Regions from separate parts of the Mus musculus genome. Here region 1 is linked to region 2. Evidence: chromatin contacts called from public Hi-C data. All regions are on one chromosome and are shown on one strand. Each heading gives the region's core, a stretch centred on a gene start, on an enhancer-like site or on the middle of the called end of the contact. The rest is flanking DNA. Distances are from core to core; before and after follow the strand shown. Region 1 has its middle 9.4 kb from the start of Gm30483. Region 2 has its middle 40 kb from the start of Gm38439.

What was found. Hi-C and Micro-C count contacts between places; a contact is called where the count stands out from the background.
Region 1: a Hi-C map of uterus shows a contact between it and region 2, with 2.7 times the contacts expected there. The contact joins two enhancer-like sites. A contact is called at or near these places in 2 of 15 datasets of contacts at CTCF or cohesin (both in embryonic stem cells), 47 of 484 Hi-C or Micro-C datasets (8-cell embryo, cerebral cortex, cranial neural crest and 16 more) and 5 of 115 datasets of contacts at active chromatin or transcription factors (differentiating embryonic stem cells, embryonic stem cells, expanded potential stem cells and 1 more).

The regions. Positions count from the first base shown.
Region 1 is chr7:37,334,126-37,340,691 of GRCm38.p6, reverse strand. It overlaps a transcript of Zfp536 not described here. Among named protein-coding and RNA genes, the nearest start is that of Gm30483, 9.4 kb to the right of the region's middle. Within about 2 kb of position 3,656, at least 96 of the 459 cell types and tissues checked have an H3K27ac peak or open chromatin away from gene starts, as enhancers often do. A contact at or near this core is called in embryonic limb bud and uterus, where this site is marked.
Region 2 is chr7:37,249,677-37,256,620 of GRCm38.p6, reverse strand. No RefSeq gene overlaps it. Among named protein-coding and RNA genes, the nearest start is that of Gm38439, 40 kb to the left of the region's middle. Within about 2 kb of position 2,045, at least 26 of the 459 cell types and tissues checked have an H3K27ac peak or open chromatin away from gene starts, as enhancers often do. A contact at or near this core is called in embryonic limb bud and uterus, where this site is marked.

The DNA.
Region 1 (6,566 bases), core at 2,407-4,906, 82 kb before region 2:
AGAGATGCCTGTCCCAACACCAAGGTCAGGGTCCTATGGCTTCCACCTGCCTGCTGGGGTTGGCAATCATTCTCAGATTTCATCGAACTGTAAAGTTCCCACAAGATAGGGGCTCATGTCCAAAACTGGATCTTGAAACCTGAAAGCACCCCTCTTTGGGATGGAAGAATGACATAGACCAAGCTGCCCTAACACATGCTTCCTCCTGACACATCTTAACAGAAAGTGCCCCCCCCCCCGAAGAATACTTGGGGAGCCTCTCCTTTCCAAGGATCCCAAGTCCCTTGTGGAGAGGAGGGAGTTAGACAAGCTCACCCGTCTGGGGGAAAGGTCACCGTTGCGACAGTGGAAATGTACCTAGACGTGCTTGTATGTTTTAAATGATCAGCTAGTGACTCAGTGTGGAGGCAGGGGACCTGCCCTATTATCCCAGCACCTGGGAGGCTGAGACAGGAGAATCACTGGAGGGTAGTCCTGGCCACATAGTGAGACCTATGTCAAAAATATATCAAAGAATTAAAATCGAAGCAGCATATGTTTGTGTACACATTTGATCTCCAAGTGCAGGAGGCTGAGGCAGGAGGATTAAGACTTCAAGACTGAGATCTACAGTGAGTTCCAGGCTAGAATACAGACAGACAGTAGAGATGAGAGGCCACCCTCTCTGGCCAGCTGAAGCCCCCTGAAGTTCCTTCTCCATCTCTCTGTGTCACACGTAGGATTTGCTAACTATAAATCTGGATCCATATGTAAATGAGGACAGTGACCGTAGCAGTGGCAGAAAACAAACAAACAAACCCATAGAATGTCCTTGCCTGTGATTTGAGACTAAGAAACACAGGACCGGTTTCTTTGTTGGAACCAGAAAGCAACTGGGATGCTGGGATGGCAGTGTGGCTCGCCATTTGGCATCGCGTATTAAAACAAATAAATATCTGTTTCTTTGAACTCAAGTGACATGCTCCCACCCCGGTGCATTCCAGCCAAACCTTACTTAAAGTTTGTCTCTATTGAGTTCAGATTTAAAGAGTCTACCATGAAAACTAGTGCATTCTCAGAACCTCCAGGACTCCTGATGGGTTATCTACCTGATCACCATCATCTACCAGGCTACCGGCTGCCTGGCTTTGCTGGACAGTCGAGGGTTATACATTCCTATAAGACTGAGCCCCCAAGTAGAGGCAAAAAGTCCCCCTGTCCAGAGAAGACTTGGAATATTGAGTCTCTATACTGAAGTGAGTCTGGGAACGAGGCTTCACGGAGTTAATAGTTCATATTCAGTCATATTCAGGTTCTCTCTCTCTCTCTCTCTCTCTCTCTCTCTCTCTCTCTCTCTCTCTCTCTCTCTCTCTCTCTGTGTGTGTGTGTGTGTGTCTATGTGTTCATGTGTGTATTGATGTGTCTATTTGGAAACTCTGTTAAGACATACAGGTTTCCATCTGCAGTGTCCACCCTTGTCTGGTTGTTCCTAGCAACCACGGGCATTTTTCACTGGATGCCACTAATCCCTCCTGCTGCTTTAGGGTCTTATCTTTAAAACAGGACCTGGGGGTTCATCTGTGGCCCAGGGCCATTGCCTAGTTTCAGGAGTCAGCCGCCACAACTTCCCTGAGACTCACACTGGACTCTCTCAGAACCTCAGTTTCCACTTCCAGGAAGTGGGAGGATTTGCCACGGGGGAGCCACACAAGGGTTGGGCCAGGTTAGGTAAGACAGCTGTTGTGCCCTACAAACAAAAGGCACGGAGTGCCAGTCAACCTGCTAGCCAGCCACAAACAGAAATGCTCCCCTCCTTTAGCAATGCGCGTGCTCTTCCCTGCCTTCCATTTTACTAAATCATTTCATAAGGCATTTTTCTGGAGGAACCACAGACACTAGCTAACCATTATGAGTCTTTGATGGCCCGTGGGCTCCTGAGGCTGTTTCTTAGAGTCAGAACAAGGACGGGTATCAGACAGTTTCTGGAGAGAAGGCTGAAGGTGGGCAAGAGGGCAATTTGAACAGACTAACCGTGTCTCCAACAAAACCTTGACTATTTTTCCTGAGCAGAGCCATCTGACTGGCTCTCTGGGCAGGCAGAGTTGGTTGGGATCTTTCTGTATCAAAAGGGGACCTGATCAGGAGACCTGCTCCCCCCGCCCCCCCCCCCGCCCCCGCCCCAAGCTCACAACCACACGCAGGAGACAGACTGCATCTGGGCCCCTTGTCCCAAGCAGCTGCAGCTGGGGGGAGCCACGCCTGCTGGGGTCCCAGGCCAAATGTAACCGGGAAGATGCAGATAATAAAAATCTACTTGTCACGGAGACATTCCTCAACTGTTAGCAATCAATTTGGGGGGCGAGCACAAGGGGGTGGGAAATACCGAAGGACATCAAAGAGGGTCTCACTCGCAGCTCTGCTCTGTCTCAAGGCTCTGTAATTTGGGAAGGTTCTGTGCTAAGTAATTTGTGAGCCTCCAAACACACAGGTTATTGTTTGTGGACAGATGGCACGTTGCGTTTTATCGCTTTTCCTTCTGTGGGTCCTCATACGCAGGACTAATGTGCATTCGGAAGTCTTTGTCTCCTGGCTAAAAATCTCTAATCTAAAACAGGCAATCAAGTACAGAGGCAGAGGTTTGGAGGCATAATCAGAGTTTTAAAAGCAAAGAAGAGGAGGAGGGGGGGGGGAGGCGGGAACCAAACTGCAGTCAGCACACAGATGTGTGTGTGTAGAAGCCGAGAGATGATCGGTGTGTTAAAAGTGGACAAAATTACCAGGGTTCTGAAACGCAGAAGCTGGGAGAGAGTACCCCGTCTTAGCCTTGGCCGGCACCTGGGCACCGTCTGGCATCACCGGAGTGTGGCCTCGGCTGACTTGCCCTCCAGAATCCGGGGGTCTTTGTTTCTATGTGCAGTGTGGTCATAGCCGTGGTGGGGCCTGGGAGGGCCCCTTTCTAGAAGCTTCAGCCACCCTCCCAGTTAAATCAATGTTGGTACCCAGGAAGGAACTGCGCCAGAGGAAGAAGTGCACTCCTCTTTTCTTCCTATGGAATTTTTCCCCCTTTTTTTATTCTGAAGATAGAATCACTGTTTGTAAGCATCTGAAAGTCATTAGAAGCTCCGCAGTCTGTCAGGTGTCGACGCAAGAAACTGCTGGAATCAAACGGGTGCCTGCACCCAGGGCTGGGGATTTGTCATGTGCTGATGAGGAGTTATAATAATATATGAGCAAATCACAAGCATTCTGCAAATTAATCAAATTCTTTTCCCCCCTTCTCCCTTGTCTCGGGGAGAGTGGCTTTGCAGGCAGACGTAGGTGAAGCAGCTCCCGCTCACAGATGGTCTCTCTGGCATCAGATGGAATTTATGTAACAGTAATTCTGAGTTCCTGCCAAAGTAGCAGTGAGCACACCAGGGAAGATTGTAGAAGGCGAGTCATGTGGCTCTGCTGAGGTTGTTGTGGGAAGTTTAAGGGGGGAAATCTCGAATTTTCTTTTACTGTTTTTGCCTGAAGGGCCAGAAACGGAACGCCATTCTGCCATGGGCGAAATCCGTCACATCTCTCCTTGCCGCCTGCACTGAAACGAGCGCTTCGCAGCTGTTACAACTGCTGGCGGGTGACAGAGCCCCAGACCCGATCCTCGCCCTCCCAGCTCCTTACAAGATTGAAAGGGGAATGGGTTCACAAGGTGGGCGCAGCTACACGCTAAAAGAGGCCGGCCTCTCTCGCCTACGCGCGCGCGCGCCCCTCCCCTTCGGCTTCCCCTGGCATTGAAAAAGACCTACCAGGGCTTTTTCTTTTCAAGTGTTTTATTAAATGAAGAGTCTAACAACCCTCACTTTAATTACACACGGGCTTCGTTTATAATTCCCCTGGATTTATTCAAGTAGTTGAAAACGACGGTGCTGGTGATTAAACCGATCCTGTTAGTTTAGCAGGGTGTTGGTGTGTGATGTGTGTGTCACAGGGTGCTTGTGTGTACCTGCGTGTGGGTGCTTGTTCTGCGGCCTCCCTGTGCTAATGACGCCCTTATCCTGCCTTTACAACTGCCCCTTTGGGAAATGTCATCTTGTATGGGACAAAAGGACATAGGAGCTGACTCTCTGGATCCCCTGCGTTGAGGGACCCTTTCACGCTATAGGGAGATTTTTTTTTTCCTTATGCAGAGGGAAAAATCATAGCAAGATGGCGTGGAGGAGGCTGCATTATGCAATGGAAGTCCTAGTGCTGTGGCTTTGGGTCCCTCCCGTCCCTCCCACCCCCACCCTGCCATCCTAATGTAAAGCCCTGCCCATTTGTTTTGGTTTACGTGACTACAGAGAAATAAGTGGATTAGAGAGAAACTTTTGCATGCTTCATTGCAGCTGGATGCCGACATCTGTCATTCCTCAGCCATCTTCTGGATCATGCCAGCAAGGGAGAGCAAAGTCTGACACCTTTGATTTTTAGAAAGAGCCTTTTATTAGGGGGAAGAAAAGAGAAGAAAGGAATTGTGTTTCTTTTGTGACTCCATGAGAGAGGGGTGGGGTGGGGAGATAGCTACCTTTCTGAGGGCACCATTCATTCATTCATTCATTCATTCATTCATTCATTCATTCATTCATTCACTCACTCACTCACTCATTCATAGGCGTGCCACAGTAGCAGCCAGCAGTCTGAAAGTTTATGTTTCTGTCTTTTTTCTACACCATTTTCCATTGTTCCAGAACTAGTTGCAGGGAAGGGAGCACGCTAGGAAAATGCAGATTTCAAAATATCATGTCCATACATCTCCCGTGGATGAAGGCCCCGGGGGTGAGTAACCAGCAGGCATGGATTCCTTTAAGGAATGGGGTGTCTATAATTCTCTATCACACATTCTCTGACCTCAGGACCTAGAATGGCACTGCAGCTGGCAGAAGGTGACCCCAGTTTTTAGAGAGGTGCCATCTACAGGGTTCCCCCAACACACACCCTACAGAAATCGTGCTAGTTTTGATGAGTGCTGTGTGTAAGTTGTGGATTATCACAGGTAATCTTGGAGAACAACTTCTGGTAGACTGCCTCCTTATTCACTGTATTAGAGCTGTCCCTCCCTCTGACCACTGTGTCTTTTGAATGGGATGCAGTGCACACCCTTGGCACAAGCCTCGTTACCATATTGGTCCCCCCTCCGGCACTTAAACTCTACCGCAAACCAGAAACTAGAAGGAAGAGCTGATGTGTTCATTTTCAGAGACACAATGGAAAACAGGAAGCCAGGGAACAGGCCACGACCACCCACTTGCTTGTTTCCCTGGGTGTGTACAGGAATGAGGTCCATCTGGTGCTGAGAAGGATGTAAAACCCTCACCCCTCCCTCCCACCCACTCACTGCAAGGTAAGGCTGGGCTTGTACACAGGACCTTGTGAAGCTGAGCTAAAACCATGATGCTGGCAGCGCCTGCATGGGCACACATAGTGCATTCCAGGGGTGGCTTGGGGGCGGGGTGGGGGCGCTATCTGCTGCCTCCTGGAAGATCTTGCCAGACCTTCTGACTTCTCTAGGGGAACTGGAAAACCATATTTTAGTATGAAATCTTTTGTTTGTTTGTTTTTTTGGCTGTGTGTGTGTGTGTGTGTGTGTGTGTGGTGTCACCCATTAAGAGAGGCAGCCTTGAAGAAGAGGGGAAGAAGGAAGCTGTCCAGGATCATGGGGAGGAGCAGAGAGGAGAGGAGAGCAAGGAAGAGTTTGTGAGCTCCCTGAGGCCAGAAACTGGGAAGAGAAGGTCCAAGATCTGCCTTGTTAGGGCCTCTTTCTCACTCCCACCAGGATGTTCCCAGCTCCTTAAAGTGAAGAATAAGGATTAGGCAGAGGGGACTGCTCACCCCAGGGAAGCCTCCAGCTTCCTTCTTTATCCAGCCACTTCTATGCTTAGAGCTGCTAAGGTTCCCAAGTTCCTGGGGAAGGGAGGGACCCATAATTTTGGAAGCTTTGCCAGGTAGGACATGCTCCAGTGCCTGTTTCATGCCTTTGACAAGAAAGAGGAGATGGTGGGTTGTAAGGGGGAGATGGTGTGGTGTTGTGACAGCTTCACTGGGGGCTCCGGGCACAAGAGGGGACACCATTCTAAAGTCAATGGCAGCAGTATACATCGCAGGAAGGGATGGTAAGTTAGACAGCCAGGCAAAGGAGACAAGACAAACAAGGACCTATGAATGGCCATGGTGAAGGGGTACACACAAGTGCAGATGGGGCTTCATGCTGGCAGGTGGGTATGGCTGAGAGCTCTCCCCGTTACTCTGAAGGAGCCCTTTGGCTCTGTGGTCTAAGTTGTTCTTTAGCAAGATTTACCCAGCCCAGGGCTGGCAGTTAGTGCCTCAGGAATTCCTTCCATTTGCCCAGGGGCTTAGGTATCAGAGTTGGCTCATCACCCCGAAGGCTGAGAGGCTGGTATGACTAGCAGGTGTTACAGCTGCTGATGTTAGAGTCCCTCTCATGTTTGCCTTCTGAATAGTGCCTTTATTTTGTTTAATATCTTGAAATCAATATATTAAAAAATATAAAAACAACTAAGATAGCTGTGTTTGAGTCATAGCATATATCTCTGAGTCACTTTTTCTTT
Region 2 (6,944 bases), core at 796-3,295:
CTTTTAAATGACCATTAACTTACCAAGAGCCACAGTGTGCTGATAAAGGAACCCTGTCAGGACCACATCTATTTCTCTCCATTATCCTTCAGATGTCCAAAGCACATTTCCATCCCTAGGACCACTCGGTCTAGAAGAGTGCTCTGCACCTGTCTGGTTCACCTGTGTCTTTGCTCTCTCTGTCCTGCCTTGTGCCCCGAGAGCCCCCACAACCACAATGGAGCTAGCTGACCTCTTCTGTTCAACTGTGAACATTTGAGCCACGGTGTAAACAATCCGGCTTCCACTCAGTTGTGATACGTCCTTGCTGGACACCTCTTGCAGCCTCCAGCTCCGAGACTAAAGATGGAGGTGGGTCTGAGATAAGATGCTCTGTTGACCTCCTGGGATTCCCAGGCAGAAACTCCTGCTTGGCTGGAATTCCGTCCACTCTTGGCAAGGCTAACTTCCTGTCTCCAAGGGAGAGGGCCTTGTAAAAAGGCATAAAAATGAGGCTTCTAAAGGCATCCTGGACTTCAGCTAGATGTTGCAAAATTACATTTTGATGAGTTCAGTGCAAATGAACCAGAAACATATGGATTCAATTTCCCTCGGAATCCACATGGGTTTAAAAACCAAAGGGGGTGGGGGAGGATGTATTTGAGGAAGAACATTTTAGGTCTCAGCAAATGCCCCACATTTGTAAACAGCAGTTTGAGGTCTGTGCTGATTGCATCCCGGGCTGGTTTCCTCTCCCTAATAATAGAATAGACAGGATGCTGTGCAGGGTACCAGGGGTGTGAGGATACCCCAACAATTCCACTCCTTCTCTTGTCTCAGCTCCATGTCTGAGGTGGTACCCAGATATCCCGCTGAGGTTTTGACCCCACACTTCCACATTTCTGCTTCTGCAAAGATAAAATGTCGCAGGGGGCATCATGTGACCATCAAGTGCCAGGAAGGACCCACACTGAGGAAGCTTGAAGTTTAGGATGTGAAGTACAAGGCTGCTTAACTTAGGGTAGAGACGAGAATGTGAATCTGAGGCTTTTGAATGAAAGGCCAGGGATGTTCTCTTCATCAGAAATGCCCTCCCCCACCCCCAAACTCCTTTCAGACAGGGATCAAGAGGCATCTATGCCCACCTGGAAGTGTGGTTCCAAAGGACACTGGGGCAGGACCCAGTGCAATGCTCATGAGAGGCTCAGAGATGTTCTAGAAAGTTCCAGATAGTTCCTTAGGTGAAAAAATAGAGAGAAAGAGAGGAAAGACGAACCTGTGAAAGCCCTATCTCTCATCTCCCACTCAGAGCAACCCAACTCCCTCTGTTATTACTGACCGTAAAGGTGAGATTTTTGACTGCTGAATGAATGGTTCATGGTTAAAGTTTAAAAATGATAGGAAACTTGGGCAGGGGCGGGGCTTCCCATCCCTACCGAGTCAATCCAGTTTTACAGATGTCCAGATGATGCTACGAGCTGCTGTGGGTTTCTTGTTTTCTCTTTGCAGTATGGGTTTGCATAGCTGCTAGCTACCAAGACACCAGAGCTGAGAATAAACAAACCCACCCATCTGACCATTTAGGTCACTTCTCTGCTCAAACCTGGTACTACCAGGCAGTTAGCAGAAAACTAAGATTCAAAGTCACTTGGAGGAGTCACCTTGGGAAAACGACTGTGTGAGGTAATGAGATGGCAACAAATTCTGGGCACCGGAGAATTTTGGCTCCTTACACCAATATGCTAATCAACGGGGTGGTCCAAAACAAGCCTGCAGTATGGTCCAGAGCTTTGGAGGTAATGCTTCTGAACGCCTTAGGCAGAACTCCTGGCTTTTGCCGAAGGGAAAGGGAAAGAGCCTTCTTGGCTCCTAGGTAGCAGAGGGAGCCATGAGTCTGCACTGTCTTGGCTTCCCTGGGGAGAAAGCTGCCTGGGCCCGCCTAGGTACATCCTGAGAAGCGTGCAGCCAAACCAGATCCCCCATCTGATTGCTATTAGGCTCTGTGACTTTCTTTATTGGCAAACAGTCTGTCAGCAGCTTCTCCTTGCAGAGCGGCCCAGATGTGCTTACAAAGAGTTCCACACTCAGCCCCACGCGCACCACCACTTTGCCAGACTGCATCCTGGCCCAGGAGTCCAGCGGCAGACAGAGCAAAGCCTAGTCTGGAGCCAGGGGAAGTAGAGTGACCCTGCATGTGCCGGTCCATCCGTTTAAGGTGCAGAGCACGCCCCTGGTGCGGTGGGGACCAGCTGGCCCTGGGCACAGTTTGAGGTGATGCAGACGAGACACCACTCTGGACTCTTGTGTTCTTTGACCCTCCATCCTGAGGGAGGGTGCTTCTCGCTGGAACAATGGCAGGAAACATGACGGCGGTCGGCTGTGGTCCTTGACCTAGCTTATGATGCTATCCAGGTGGCCCCCCACCAGCTTGTCCCTCGAGATAGAGGACAGCATCAAGAACTTCGTCTATGTGAAAGGGTGATAGCTACAAAATTGGGCCTCAACATACCGTTGTCACAGGAAGGCTAAATGCTTGAAGCAAACAGAACCATGCAAAATGAAGCTCCCATCCCAGTTTTCTGGCATCCACAGACATCCGTGTGCATCACAGAATCCCAGGTCTCCTTTGGGAAACCTGTGGGATGAGCCATCCCCTCTTTTACATAGACTTTATAAGCCTTTCACCTGCCTCTGCTGCTTCTTGTATCCAAGGGTATAGTTGGACCCACACCTATGTTTTCATCCCTGAGGAAGGCTCTCTAGAAAGAAGGGATAGGGTGAGGTTCAGGTAACTTTCCCTCTGTCACCTTCCTTCCCCCAACCTATACCTTAAAAGTCAAAGACAATTCCTTCTGATCCAGCAGGAGACAAAATGAGGCTGGAAAGGAGGCCAGTCTTTCAGAGTTTCTCAGACAACCTGCATCAAAGAAAGACTCAGCCAGGCCTGGGGGTCCAAGCCTAAACCCCAGCTACTTGGGAGGACAGCCATTTCAAGGCCTGCCAGGGCTACACAAGTGAGTTCTAGACCTGTGCAACTCAACAAGACTGTTTCAAAAGAACATGAGAAATATCACGGGGATGGGAGCACAGCTCTCTGGTAAAGTCCTTGCTTAGCACATGGGAGGGCCTGGGTTCATTCCTCAGTGTTGAAAACAAATTGTTCAAAGGCTGCACTGGTTGGAAAGCACCGCCATCTCTTGGGGCCCACTGCCCTCTCAGATCCTGCATGGTCTCTCTTCAAGCAGTTCTTATTCCAAGAATGCTTTGCTGTGTACAAGGCTGTCCTCTGCAATGTTTTGAATACTACAATGCCATTGTTCAGCTCCCTAGTTTGACTTGTCTAGGACAGTCATGTTAAATGAAGTTAGCGCAGTAGTTACTAATGGGCTAACCATAGAAACAGGATTCATTCTTGGCCCATGAGGCATAAGCCAACACGTTCTCAAACAGATTCCCTTCCTTTAAAAGGAGACATAAGAACGTGGCAACTCCCTATATCTTTCTTCTGTTTGATCTTATTTATTTGGTACTTTGAGGGTTAATTTTGATTGACAACTTTACTGGATTGAGAGACATCCAGGAAATTAGCAAAGCACCTTTGTGGTGTGGCCATGAGGGAAGAGGGAGGAACAGTTTATATCTGGCAGCACCATCCCCTAGGCTGGGCACCTTGATGGAATAAAATGGGGAGAAAGGGAACATGTAGATGGGTACTAGCATTCTGTCCTCTCTGCTTCCTGGCCTCCATCAAGCAGTCAGCTCTCCCTTACCATGGTGTTTACCATCATGTTCACCATAATGTTTCTGTCTCAGCACAGGGTCTAAAAGCATTGGGGTGGGGCCAGCTGACCTTGGAATGAAACCTCTGAATCCATGAACCCAAATAGTTATTTCCTCTCTTAAGTAATTTCATCAGTTATTTTGTCACTGAAACATAAAACTAACTGTGGGGCCAATATTGCACCAGGAAGAGCAAAAGCAGAGACCTTAAGTCAAGGGCTCTTTATGTTCTCAGAACTCAGATAGAAACAGTAAAGATTTAGACAATACTCATTTCTAGCTTTCCTGCTTCCTCTGACATTGATGCTATTGTTATTTACCTGGGTCAGAATTGGATTTAAATACCTGTATCAGGGGCTAGAGAGATGGCTCAGTACAAGAGCACTAAGTGCTCTTCCAGAGGACCTGAGTTCAATTCCCAGCCACCACATGGTAGTTCACAACCATCTGTAATGGGATCCGATGTCCTCTTCTCGTGTGTCTGATGAGAGTGACTGTGTACTCATATACATAAAATAAATAAATTACTTTTAAAAATTAAATAAATGCCTTTATCAGCGTGACAGACCAACAGGCAATTGCAGTATGGATCACTCTGTATAAACTCCTTGGAGGCCTCTGTGACCCAAATGGAGTAACTATGTGTGTCTCTTCCACCCAGTGGGGAACTCTGTGTCTAACCACATGCATTGTGTCTGACAGAAGCAAGTTAAAGGAGTAAAGATTTATTTTGGCTCACAGTCTCAGAGGAGTTTCAGGCCACAGTGGCAGGAGAATTCTGTGGCTGCTCATGTGGCTTAAGACCAGGAAGCAGAAAATGTGGGCCAAGATATATCTTTTATAGAGTTACTTTTTAGTGGCTTGCCTCTCTTGACCCTTCTCTACCAGCCAGGTCTTACCTCCTGAAGGCTCCACACCCTCCCTAAACAGCACCAGTAATCAGGGAAATATGTTGAAAACATGAGCCGATGGGAGACATTTCAGGTTCAAACCAAACACGCTTCATGTGTCTTTCTTCCTTATCTCTGAGGAGCAATTGGCAATTAAAGCCAGAAAGAGCTTAACCCTCATTCAGTTGTAGCCGTAATGTTCAGAGGGAGGAGGAGACTTAGTGACTTGTTTAGTATACACAGAAAGCCCAGATCCAGAAGGAGTCCACAGACCTGTTGAAGCTTTACCGCCTTTCCTGTTGAGCCATTCTTGGCTGCTTTGCCCAGTTCTTCTCTATGCTACTTCCTTCAGCCCTGTCTCCTCTCTTTCTTCTCTGCCCAAGGTACATGGACCCCTCCATTTACTAGTGCATGCAGCAGCTTCACTAAGAATGTAAGCTGTGCACAGGGGACTGTGCTAGAGAAACATGTGGCATTTGTTAGAGCTATTCCTCGAGGGTCACTAGGATGTGTTACTAGGGTACTGAAGAGTGGTCACAGGGGTTGGACCCACAGATCGTGTTGGAGCATGGGAACTGACTCTGGCCCAGCTTCATGGGTCAGGTTTAACTGTGTTCCTTCCCACCCCATCCTGGTCCCTTCCCACTGGCTTGGAGGGACAGATGATTGCTGGGGAGTTGGTGTTTATCCATTCATTTTTGAACAAAGATTTATTTACTTTCTTTTTATGTGTATGAGTGTTTTGTCTGCATGTATTTATGTGAATGACATGTGTGGAGCATCCATGGAAGCCAGAAGAGGGTGTCAGATCCATTGGAACTGGAGTTACACCAGTTGTGAACCATTAGCTGGGCACTGGGAACGGAGCCTGTAACCTCTTGAAGAGTAGCCAGTGCTCTTAAATACTGATCCATCTCCCCAGTCTCTGTTTTATTAGAAACCTCTCCCTAGGTGTTTCTGTTCACTTGGGCTCAAAATTAAAAACAACACAAACAAACAAACAAACAAAACCATAGATCTCCCACAGACTGGAAAACTATTATTACAGCCCAGGGCCAAACTCCTTTTGAAGGCATGGGCATTGTGTGTGGCCAGAGTTAACCATCCCGTAGTGCTGTTTATCACCAAATCACCTTGCACTGTCCTCACTGTCTGTTCTTCCTGTGGCTCCTCTTCCTGTCCATCCAGGACGCACTGCCCGTGGATGGGTAGGTACAACATCTCTTAGTAGATGGGAAAGACACAATTCCTGTTGCAGGAGGTTCTAGTCCTGTGGGACGATCAGAAAGAAACTGATGTCTAATCTTGCCACCAGCATAGCATTTGGTGCAAAAGGTAGCATCCATGAGCCATGTGCTAGCTAGGGTTTGGCACTCTGCCACAATCAAGAGTCATCCTTTAAAAGAAAACCATAGTTAAGAAAATGCCTCCATCACATCCCCTGTAGGTATGTTTGTGGGGACATTTTCTTGCTTAATGTGTGGTGCGGAAAGAGCCAGTCTACTGTGGGTAGTATCATCCCCTAGGCCAGTGGTACTGTATACAGTAATAAATCAAGCTGATCAAGTCATGGGGTACAAGGCAGTAATCAGAGTTCTTCCATGTCTTCCATTTCAGTTCTTCCTTCAAGTGCCTACTTTGACTTCCCTCGGTGATGGAAAGGCCACCAGTCCTATCTGTGAGCAGAAGACTCGTTAGAAAGCTTGCTCAAATAGATCATCACCAGACTTAAAGTCCTGACTCTCAGGGCCTCCTATCAGTTTTTGCCTCCAGTAGTTCAGTGTCACACAGTCTTTGCTAAGTCCTGCCTGGTTACCTGGTGTCAGCCTCACACTACATTGAGAAAAATAAAGATTCTAAATCCCTTTCCAGTTATCTCTAAACACCCTCTGTGTGACTGATTCCATAAAGGACAAACAGACTTTTAAGGCCCATCCCCCCTCAGGTGCCTGGATCCCAACTCTTGCATGGCCTCAAGATCATGGCTGCTTCAGTTAACCTCTCCCTTGCTGGCAATGCTTGGTTTTTCTTCCCCCCTGGAAGGTTCCAATACACCTATGAGTGCCTTCCCTTCCCACTCTTCCAATCCACAAGTTATTATGTCAAGGTGATCTTTCAGTTATAGTCAATTCCAAAAGATATATTTTACTTGTTATTTTTGGTGAGCATGACGACACACAAGAGTTTACCTTAAGACACATGTACATACCCCCATACTGCCCCCATCACTCTTGTTTCTGAAAGCTTCACACTCTTCTCTTCCTCCTACCTTACATACAGACTTCTTCACCATAT